Regions from separate parts of the Gossypium arboreum genome. Here region 1 is linked to region 2. A link is a contact called in public Hi-C data. All regions are on one chromosome and are shown on one strand. The core of a region is the stretch at or near the end of the contact, and the rest is flanking DNA. Distances in the headings are between cores, read along the strand shown.

What was found. Hi-C and Micro-C count contacts between places; a contact is called where the count stands out from the background.
Region 1: a Hi-C map of leaf shows a contact between it and region 2, with 2.1 times the contacts expected there. The contact joins two enhancer-like sites. A contact is called at or near these places in 2 of 5 Hi-C or Micro-C datasets (both in leaf).

The regions. Positions count from the first base shown.
Region 1 is chr6:108,787,416-108,793,314 of ASM2569848v2, reverse strand. No RefSeq gene overlaps it. Among protein-coding and RNA genes, the nearest start is that of LOC108486442, 42 kb to the left of the region's middle. Within about 2 kb of position 3,639, at least 2 of the 2 cell types and tissues checked have an H3K27ac peak or open chromatin away from gene starts, as enhancers often do. A contact at or near this core is called in leaf, where this site is marked.
Region 2 is chr6:108,752,278-108,758,364 of ASM2569848v2, reverse strand. No RefSeq gene overlaps it. Among protein-coding and RNA genes, the nearest start is that of LOC108484438, 13 kb to the right of the region's middle. Within about 2 kb of position 4,269, at least 1 of the 2 cell types and tissues checked has an H3K27ac peak or open chromatin away from gene starts, as enhancers often do. A contact at or near this core is called in leaf, where this site is marked.

The sequences.
Region 1 (5,899 bases), core at 2,390-4,889, 36 kb before region 2:
GTTCAAATTGCATTATGCGTGGATATATATAAATTTATTCTAATTACAGGTTCGCTTTTGCTAAGTAACTTTGATTTTGGTTGTAATTGATAGAACCATAAAAAATTGATATAAAACTTAATTTATCAGGAATTGTCATGTTAGATCATCAAGAACAAAATTAAATACGGAAGCTGTGTCATGTGATTTTGAAAACATCACACTCTTTTCTGACGATGAGATGTCAATGTCAGTAAAGTTAGTAGATGTAATTTGAGACCATAACTTTAATATATATATATATATATATATATATTTGTATATTAACATTAATTTCTAATCAACCCATCATTAATTAAAAATTAGTCACTAGAATATTTATACGTATTTGACTCAATTTTATTTAATAATTGAATCTCAATAAACTATAATTATATTCGATCAATTTTAATTTAGATTAAATTCATATGATAATAAATAATAATATGTAATTATTTTTATTATGTTATAATGATGGTAATTTAATTTTAATAATTACATAAAATTTTTCAATTAGCTCAATTGAGCAGTGCTAATTAAACTGTCAGATTTAGAAATTAATAATTCATAAAGTTATATAAAAGGAATTAATAAAATTAATAATTTAAGTTTATATGTTTATTAACAAGTAAATTATATTTTTATTTTCATAAATGCAAAAATTAAATTTTGATAAATTAAAATAAATGTAGAAACTTCTAAGGAAATTTAGTAAGTAAACCGTTGTTGGAAACTTGCAATTGCAAGACAATGGTGATGTCATATGTTTTTGAAGCGAAATCTGTCCAACCAATGAAAACAAAACATCTAATAAAGTTTGCATATGAATATGACTCCCATGTTCCCTCTTTGCTGTTACAAATTGACCTTTTTCAGGATTATATAATAAAATCAATCACTAAAATATTTATTATTAATTTAATTAGTATGTGTATTGTTGTTAATATAAGAGGACGTGAGTTAGAGTACACTAAAGAATATTATTCTCCTATTTATGGATTAAAGAGGTGTTATGGATAGTTCTAAACATTATGTCCAAAAAAACAGATATAATCTGAATTTCAAAAAATATTTACTTCCAAAAACAAGAATGGTTAAAATATTATTAGGCCATTGTGTTTAAATAATTTTTTATATTTTTATGTTTATTTTACAATTCATATTCAGAATCTCTTTTTTAAACTTTTATTACATCTAAACGGATTCTTTTAAATTTAATTTATAACCAAATAAATTTTGAATTTTACCTCAATAAACAATTGATTTTAATCAATTTTTCATTTCAATTAAGGGTTTACTTAAGTAAAGATAAACAATTAAGAATGGCTAAAATTTTTAAAAAAGGTGATTAAACTTTGTCATTATGTTTAAATAAATTTGTTGCATCTAAATAACTCTTTTAAGTTGTAATTTATACGTAAATAAATCTTAATTTTAACTTTCATTTACTAAACCCTAACCTTCAATTTACTCCTCAATAAACAATTAATATTAATCAAATATTTTTATATAATATTAAAAGTAAAAGATCTGAATTTGTATTAAATAAGTGTTTTGATAATTTTGAAATAAAAAGTTTGCTTAAATTAAAGTAAAAATGAAAAAAGACAGGAAACTTATTTGAATATTATATAGCAAAAATGAAATAACTTAAGGTCCTTTTTAAAAATTTAGCTTTTTGTAAGTTGCCAACCAGTGTTTTCCCCACCACCCACACACCAATGTTTCTTTCCTTTCACATTGACCTTACATTTTGTCTATTATATAATAATTATAACAATTTAATTTTTATATTTTAACTTCGCCATAATTATTATAAATTAATTCAAATCAGTTACAAATATCTATCAGTCGGTTGATGTTATTTTTTTAAAAAGAAAGTTGAAATCATGAGACCGAGGTAAAAATTACATTTTTTAATCCGAGTTGAAATATATTTATCATTTTAATAAAGAATTGGAAGGAGGTGGCAATAAATGATTTCCAACATCCACATTCTTAACCACACAAACATGTTGCCAATCATCACGTAATTTATCTCCTCATTACATAACTTCACTATGCGGCAATATATAAATTTAATATACGAGTTGGTCGAAATTCGAAATAAAAAACTTTAATTAATATAAGAATATTTTTTTGTAGTAATTAAAATATGATTGGAGAATTATAACAAAAGGCATGAAGGTGGTGTGAAGAATGGGCATATTAAGCAACGATATTTGCAAGGACCATCTTTAACTTTTGGAAGCTACTTGAATTTATGATCTGTCAATAAACTCCAGAATGAGCCCCCACCGACCTTTGCTTACTTTCGTGTCCTACCCTTAATCAACATGCTCTAATTCAAAATAAATAAATAAATAAACCTATTATTTATTTTCATCCAATATACGTGTGTGAGTTTGGAACTTGGAATTGATTTTGCTTCGGATGAATTTAAATGACTTATTTGAAATTTAAATCTTTTAAAATTATTTCAATTAAATTTTTTGTTAGAGGTTGTATGATTTTAATTTCGTCAAATAAATAAAATGGTAAAATAAGTAGGTTTGCGAGGACGAAAGGTCATAGCCCGCCATAAATTCCTATTAAACACAAAATTATTACGAATTTAAATTCAAATCATCATGTTTAAATAAAAATGTGTTCAACTTTAAGTCAATTAGAATATTTTTAAAATTCTGAATCATCATCATTATTTCGATTTGATTGTTTCATACTAATTTTTTATACCATGACTAATTTCATACAAGGGTTGTTATTAGCATTACAGCCACAAACATCATTAATCAAACCTGCATAGACCAGGTTCCTTATTAAGTGCGAGTTTAGCCATGTGAACTGCTGCCGGATAAAATTATTTTCAATTTTGATTGTTCAGCCCTAAGTTTAATTGCTCTACTTCATTAAAAAAAAAATCATCGAAATTAAATTATTTCAAACTCTATTCATTTTAGACTATTTAAAATAATTTCGATTTACTAGTTGAAATAATTTTTATATTCAGGATTCTATTAAATTTGCAGGTGGAATATTTGGTTATTTACTGAGTCTCAACTCTAAAGTATGGTTGAAATGTAATTTGAATTTACAATTTGAAAAAAATTCGGAGCATATCAAGACCAAACAGTAGAACCAGAAACATCCAGAATAATATTAACGATAGGGAATATGCGGCAACGATTGTTTGGCTGCAGAGAAAACGAAAGAAAATACTAAACGAAAACACAAATGCAAGAAATTAAGAAACAATATTGAAAATATATATAAATAATAAAATGTCTCGCTATAACATCAATCCATAATAATACAGAAAATAATCCAAATCCAAAACATCAGCCATCAATAATCTGTGCAACAAATAAAATAACTACCTCTCTCTCTCTCATAAATTTATATATTTATATATATATAATATAATCACTCCCTAGATCCACTACCACAGCTACTAAAATTCCAAACCAAATTCAAAATCAAATCAAAAAGAAAAAAATACATATATAAAAGAAAAACAGAGCATCATCTGAACACCAGAGATAGCCTCATTCAGATCCGAAGTCTAGATCCGAAAAGCAGAGCCACAGCGGCGGCGGCAACGGAAACAGAGACAAATGAAGGAGAGATAGAGCCGGCACCAGAGGTGGGGCTCGGAGCCGGAGCGTCGGCGGCAATGGCGGAACCCATGAGAGCGCATACAGCGACGAGAACAACCATTAGAGTAGACATTGAGGCAGCCATTGTTGTTAAAGGAATCTTAAGCGTTAAACAAAGAATGTTTTTCCTTTTTAGTTAGTAAAGCAGCAAAGAAATATGCGAGGGTTTTTGTGAGAGTGGCGAAGGTAGGGTCTAATATATATAGAGAGAGAAAGGGGCGGGTAGGTCGGGCAGCTGCCCGAGTTCCAGCCTGGAGATTTACATAATGGGTCCCCCGTTTTGAAGGTTTCCCTTAATTTCCTTTTTTGATATTTTCCTTAATTATACTGATTTACATAATGGCCCCGGTTTTTTTTTCTGATAATGACAAGGTGCGAATATCTTTGTCCATATCAGGGATCGAGCTGGTTTTTAGTTGGAATATTTGATTTAAAAGTTTCAAGTTTTTTTTTTTTAAAGAAAACTTATAATTTATTTTGAATTATTTTTTTAGGGTTAATTTTGGTTTTGGATTTTTAGTTGGAATATTTGATTTAATTCTTTTTTACCACACTTACTTTTATTTCATCCATCTTTGATTTTTCACTCAATCTAAACTCAACTCCTTAACACATTTAATTTCTTTTTACCTTGAAATCAATATCTGAAAGGTTTAAATCTGTTAAGATTATCGTAATTTTCTTAAATTTAAGATTTAATTTTCATATTTTAATTTAAAGTTTAAAAAATATGAAAAACATTTTAAAATATGAAAATATAAAAATTTTGAAAAATCCAAAAGATGTGTTTTTTACCCTGTGAATAGTAGTTTTTTAAATTTTGAATCTAATTATATATAAAAATATTTTTATGTAAATTTAATTATAAAATATATAAAATATTAGTATTAAAAAACTTCTTTATGTATAAAAATTACGTGCGGGATAGCTCCCTCAGTGGACCTTGGTGAACTCATGTTCAGCTTACTTTTCCACCAAAATTTTCATTTTTGGGAACTTACGTTCCCAAAACCGCGCTTTTGTCATCAAAATTAAATGTACCTGTAACATCCAGGAATCCATTATCAAGCAGAAAAAACCCATTCATGATCAATCTCCACATCATGGTGAATCATTTTTTTGGAAATAGAATCTGATCCAAATGGAGAGTTAATATAGGAAATGAGGTGAAGGGTGGGGGTGAAATTATTGGATCATAAAAGATGACTTTAAATGAAGTTTTACGTGGAATTTTCAGTGATGAGAGCAAAGACCGCCAAAACAAATGGTCTCCTCTAGCTCTTTAGAGTGAAAGATTAAACCTTTCAACAAAGAAGAGATATGATTGCTTTCAATTTTAGGATATTTCTCTTTAATTCCCTGAAGGGTTTTTATTTTTATTTTTATCAACGATTGAAAAGTTCAACAGTTTGATTAAATATGAAGTATGTACATGCATTTACAACTTGTTGGCACAATTGCTTATAATATTTATGTTGGAAAAAATTCTGGACAATATGTCGAATGTAAAAAACATCATACGCATGTGGCTTGGCCCAACCATTCTTCAATGACTGACGCTACATACATCTACAACCATTGAAGGAAATGCTTTTCGCGCCTCCTGCTTCACCAGAGCAGATGCAAGCGGAATGGTTTTCCTTGCCCCACCTTGGGAAACAACAACGATAAGCTTCTCATTGTACCAACCATACAAGAAAGTGCAATCTACTTTGACAATAGGTTTGCATTGTTTAAACCCTTCATCAAGTGGCCTGAATAACCAAAAGGACGATGCAAGAATCGTGCCCCCTGAACTATATTATTAGCATCATAAGTGGGAATTGTTTCTATATCGAATTTCATAACTCCCCAATTATGTAGGTGGTTGTAAGATTCCTCCCAGTCGCCGTAAAATCATTCTGTGGCCTTTTATTCGTACTTCCATGCTTTTTTGTTGACTGTATAATGGAATTCGTTTAAGATCTCAACAAGCAATACTGAAACGATTATCAAAGGATCTACTTTGACTAGTGAAATAATGGTATTGCATATAACACTGGCATCCAACATTGGATGATTCTGCAATATCGTGCTTGCAAGATGATTCTGCAATATCGTGCTTGCAACGCATGTATGTAAGCCATTATACTTATGGATAATCAACATATGTTTGCTCTTGATAAAGGCTACCTGAATCAACCATATGCAGTCATTCTAAAATTTTATGCATTTACATGCATGAA
Region 2 (6,087 bases), core at 3,020-5,519:
TTTTATTTTCTATTACCAATATCATTATTATTACTATTATTATTATATATTAGTGAATACTTTTTATTATATATGTATAGGTATATATATTTATGTATAGTATTATTTTTTATTTACTTTATTTTAATATTTTTATTATATTATATTTGTTTTTTGTATTTTAATATTATTACTATTATCATTATTATTATTAATATTAGTGTGTATTTTTATTATATATGTGTATGTATATGTATTTATTTATATATAGCATTATTCTTTGTTACTTTATTTTAATATTTTTATTATATTTGCTTTTGGGTTTCAATATTATTATTATTATTATTATTATTATTATTATTATTATTATTATTATTATTATATGTATGTATTTATATAGTAGTATTTTAATTACCTTATTTTAATATTATTATTATATTATACACTTTCCTTTTTATGTTTATTTATTTACTACTTTATTACTAATTAATTTAACTTATTAATTATTATTATCATTATCACTATTGTTATTACTTTACTATCGTAATATAATATATTATTAATATTACTTTTATTTTCATTATTATTATTATTACTATTATTCTTTATTGTCATGGTTATTATGTTTATTTTCATAGCTATTATTTTTATCACTAATATTACTATTGTTATATTTATTATTATTACTTTTATTATAATTACTATTATTATTATAGCTTTTCTTTTATATATTTACGTTTTTTATATGGTACATTAATTCTATTTTATTATTTCATTATTTATTCACTTACACTTTTATGTAATTTCAAACTTTGAAAATTTCCTATTATCCTGTATCATTGTTTTGTTTCATATAATACTTATCTATATTTATATCATTATTATTTTATCATTTTTACTTAAATTATAAGTTTGTTTACACATACTACATAATATTTGTTATTTTTATTATCATTATCATCATCATTAACATACATATATATGTGTGTATTTTTTATGTGCATATTAGTATTTTTACCATTACTACAAATACTATTTCTTTTATTATTTTATTAGAACGTTATTTTTTTATTATTGTGAATATTATTGTTATGTTTATGCTAATATTATATTTTAATGTTTTTCATTAATTGTATCATCGCTTGCATTGGTTACAATTTCCTATCGCAAATGATATTTTTTATATTTTTAATCAATTTCAAAAATAAATAAGGCAACGTACCGATTTCAACACTAAGTCGCTGATTTCATCGCTATGTTTGGTGGATATCATTGGCTCGTGTTAAAAACGAGACGTCCTTCTGAAAAACCAAAAATTTCAAATTCTCGTATTTTAATAGGATCGTAACTAAGTATTAAGTTAAACTTGTATTTTGAGAATTATGACAACCCGTGTTTAACAATATACCAATTTTGGGCGTCGCGAGGGTACTAATACCTTCCTCGTGTGTAACCGACTCCCGAACCCTATTTTTCTCTGGATTTTTGCGTAGACCCAAATTCAGCCTTCATTTTGTTCAAAACTAAATTTTTTTTTCTAAAAAAGAATGTTTATTAGGTGTCCGATCACACCTAGAAAAATGGTCTGTGGCGACTCCTTTTCTTTTTAAAACTGAAATTCCATTGTCAAATTTTCAAATAATCGCCTCAACTAGCGACCAAAGCAAAATTTTTGCGTCGCCACAGAAATTATAGGGCAATCATCAAGGTTAGGTATTCACTTGTGTTCACAAGTGTGGAAGATCAAGTGTAACAAAATAAAGGGAGGTGAGTGATGGGGATGGCAATTTAAAAATGATAGTGAATATACCATAATTAAATATTTACATATAATCAACTTACTTTTCTTGCAAATATTGATATTACATATTTAAATAGTATTTTGATTTTGATAATTAAATTATCATTTCACTAACTTTAAAGTGGATGATATATTAACTCTTAAATATTCATTATTAAAATTCATTTTTTTTGTATAATATTTAAATTTATTCTAGCTTTACTTTTTAAAATTTTATTTTATGATTTTTTTAAATTTACTCGCTACAAATTTATATAATGAATTTGAATAATCAAAGTATAATTTAACTAATTTGAATTTGAATTTTGATGTGATTGCCAAGAGTTTTTCTCTCATTTCTCTACAAAATGAGATATTTTGGCTCTTTGCCTTTACGCCATCGGTTGAGCAATACCAACCTAGTCAGCCACCATTCCACCCCCATGCCCAATAAAAACCTTCCTCTTTCGTGTGTTATTCTTCCATCTAATTGTCTTCTGGGTTTTTTTTTTTCTGGTTCTGCTCCAATTGTTAGTGGGGCGATTGTTGGGATTTTGGGGTTGAAGACGATTCTTCTTTGAGGTTCAGGTTCTCTTTGGTGAAGATGGGTGGTTTTCATGTTATGGTTTACTCCACGGATGTAAGGGTGAGCTCGATGGAGAACGAACAACAATTTGGATCTATTTTGAGCAAACGTCTGCCAATAACTATGAATATATTTTTGTGCTAGGCTACATTAAGGCTAGTGTGTGTTTTGATGTTGTTGTGTAGGGCTTGCTAATCCTTAGCAATGGTAATGCTAAGGGTAGCAGACGGTGTTCCTTTTTGTTGATGATTAGGGTTTGGTTTACACGATCATCAAAGCCAAACTAACTAATAGGCTTGAACATGTGATGTTGATTCTGAGAGATTGTTGAATTTTCTTGTCAACTTCACGTTAAGTTGCAACTGACTTTAACAATTGGAAAAGTAAAATTAGAGATTAACACAGAAGTTGGTCATGCAGTTCAAAAGGACTTTTTACATCTGCAGGGCTTTATGGAAGGAATGATTGATTATCTTTAGTACAATATATTATCTAAGTTTAATTTACTCACCAACTTGCAACCTCACTTTTGTACATTAACTAAATCATTTTCTATATTCCCCTAAAAACTTAGGGCTAGTTTAGTAATATTTTTAAAAAGTACCGTGAAAAAGTACTTTTTGAAAAGTTTGGTTTAAGATTTAAGTGTTTAGTATTATTGTCAAAAAGTAATTTTGAGGAATAAAATATCCATTTTAGACATGGTGTTATCAAGTAACAAATATGCATTTAAATAATGTTCAAATTAGTTAATGTTATTATATTTTAGTAGGAATATAAAAATATATAAAAATAATTTATTATAACTTGTTAATATTTTAATATATGAAATATAAATTTTAAATATTTTAAGCAATAAATATTAAGTATTTATAAAATTTAATTAGAATATATAAATTATTTTTAAATATTTAAATATAACCATTAAATATTTATAATTATATATTAACACATTTGTATTATTTTAAAAAAATAATTTTAACTTCTCCTTCTCAAAAGTATTTTTCAAAAAAATATTTTTGAAAAGCCAAAAAACTTGTTTAGCATAATTTATTGAAAAGTGATTTTCAAGCTGAAAGTATTTTTTTTAAGCCCTACTAAACAAGCCCTTAATTAAAAACTAAACATAAACAATTATTTGCAATGAAATTTTGCTAAAAGATGTTTCTCACGATGACCAAGATAAATACTCTCAATCTTGCACAAAATACAATAACAAGACTTTGTTTAAATGGGCATACATTAGCTTACTAAAACTTCAATTAGTGTGAAATTCAACTCCTTCAATTATGATCTAGTAGATATTTAATATGGAATCAAATAATAGAGATCTTATAAGAATAAATTTCTTTTAAAAATAAGATCTCCTCAATCATGTTAAAAGTCTTCAAAAAAAATTTTTACGCCAGTCCAATAAATTATTGCTTTAAAGATTTTTCAATTAAAAATTGCTAACTAATATGATAAGTTGCACAACAGCTGAATTGCAAAACAAAATGTTACATTTGGACATATAACTTGCATTAAGAGGGCATTGAGCTCTCATATACCATACCATCTATGATTGCTATATACCTTTTGTAGAGGTTATAAGTGAGACTCTCTTTTGCACTTATAATAATATATATATTTATTTAAAGTTTAGGGATAAATTTAACTTATTTTTATTTTACACTATAATATTTAATTTTATTATTATTATTATTTTTATACTAATTATAAATAAATATATCATTTATTCAAACTCATCTTAACATGTGCAAAAAGAGTTTTAAATTTATACTGAGATTATCGTGTTGGAATTTAAAATTAATAATAAAATAAATTCAAATTTTAAAATCTTTGTACCAACACAGCTGAGAGGAGGCCGCAATTGTGGAAATAATAGAAGCAGAGCGAAACAACTGATACGATGCGGAATCATTGAGGACCCCACGAAGCATCCCTTGGTCTAGCTGAAGGTGGGACGGGCCCAACCTTGACGGTATATTTTAAAAAGCAAAAGACAAGTGTCTGAAATGTATTCATTGATTCCAGAACCTTCAATGGTAAAAGTGACATGGAAGTGTTAAACTTTCCGTCCATCAAACACGCTCTTTAATTACTCGCATACGTAAGTTCCCTATTTAACGTGGGGTAGAGTCCATTTCACTAAAAATTCTTATTTTAAAGTTGAATCATTTAAATGTTTTATATTCTTTTGGAAATAAATTATATTAAATATTATTTTAAAAGTATAATTTTAAGTGTCAATAAAATAATACTATATAAATAAATTTTAAAGATAATAAAATATTATTATACACTATTTATATTTAGTATCTTTTTAACTTAATTTAACTTTAATTAAATCACTTAAATTAATTAATTTTTCAATTATAAAAAAACATCTTTTCTTTCTTTCTTTTTATTACAAATTTTAATCATTTTATTTTTTTCATAAGTTAATATTTTTTGAGCAATCAATTTTAAAAAATAGTAATTTTTGTATAATTTTTTTATATAATTGACACATGGATTTGGTAATTATTTTATATTGAATCCCAAACTTTAAACCTTGAACCCCAAATCTCGAGGTTCAAGGTATGGATTCATAGTTTAAGTTTTAGAGTTTAAGATTTAAGGTTCAGATTCAATGTTTAAGGGTTCTGGGTTCGGGGTTCAAGGTTACAAGTTTGGTGTTCAAAGTTTAAGGGTTTGGGGTTTTAGGTTTTTTGGATTTAGGGTTTGAGATTTTAAATTTAAGATTCATGGTTTGGGATTCAAGGTAAAAAATTACAAAATCATGTATCAATGATATGAAAAAGAATTGTTAAAATATTATTAAATAATTAGAAATAGACCATTAATAACGTGTTGGGAATAGTCCAAAAATAATTTTTTTATGGATGAATGTATAATAATAATTTTATATCTTTAAAATTTGATGATGTGGTAAAATTTTATTGGTGCCTAAAGACCTTAATTTTTAGGATCATTCTAATGTAAGTTATTCCTTCTTTTTATGGCTTAACGCTCAACTTGGTTTCTAAATTAGATTTATTTTTTCATTTTAATATGTAAATTGTTTGTTGTGCCTAATTGATACTTAAATTATAATTTTGTTATTTGATTTAGCCTCTCTTTTTTTTTAACAGTTAGGGGTGAGTATTCGATCGAATCAAATGAAGAATTTCGAGTTGACGAACCCTATTTTATCATCTTAACTCAATTTGAAATTTCTCGAATCGAGTCGAGTGAGATGGAATTCAAATAAAATATATTTATTCGAGTTAAATTTAAAAAAAATGACATTGGATCCTTGTAACTACATCACCTACCATAATCAAATTTATTATTACCTTGCATCTCCTCATAATTTATTTATTAATATTTTATATTGCTTCAATTATCTTCTAATTTTTGTCACTATATATTTTAAATTTAAAATATATTAAATATAAAAATGTGATTTTTAATAAAATTTATCTTAAAGATAAAATGTGAAATTGAAACCAACATAAAATTTTAACACAAATATTTTATGGCATCATCAATAGTTCAATTTTAACATAAATTTATAATGATTTAATATGATCAAACAATTCAAATAATATAAATTGTACAAAATGTGAAATTTAATTTAATAATATAAATAGTAGATATAAATAAAATTATTACTATTTAGATTTAGGATTTTTTATGATTTTTTATTTGGGGTAAAGAGTGAAAATTAAAAGTTTAGGGGAAAATAAAAGATTTT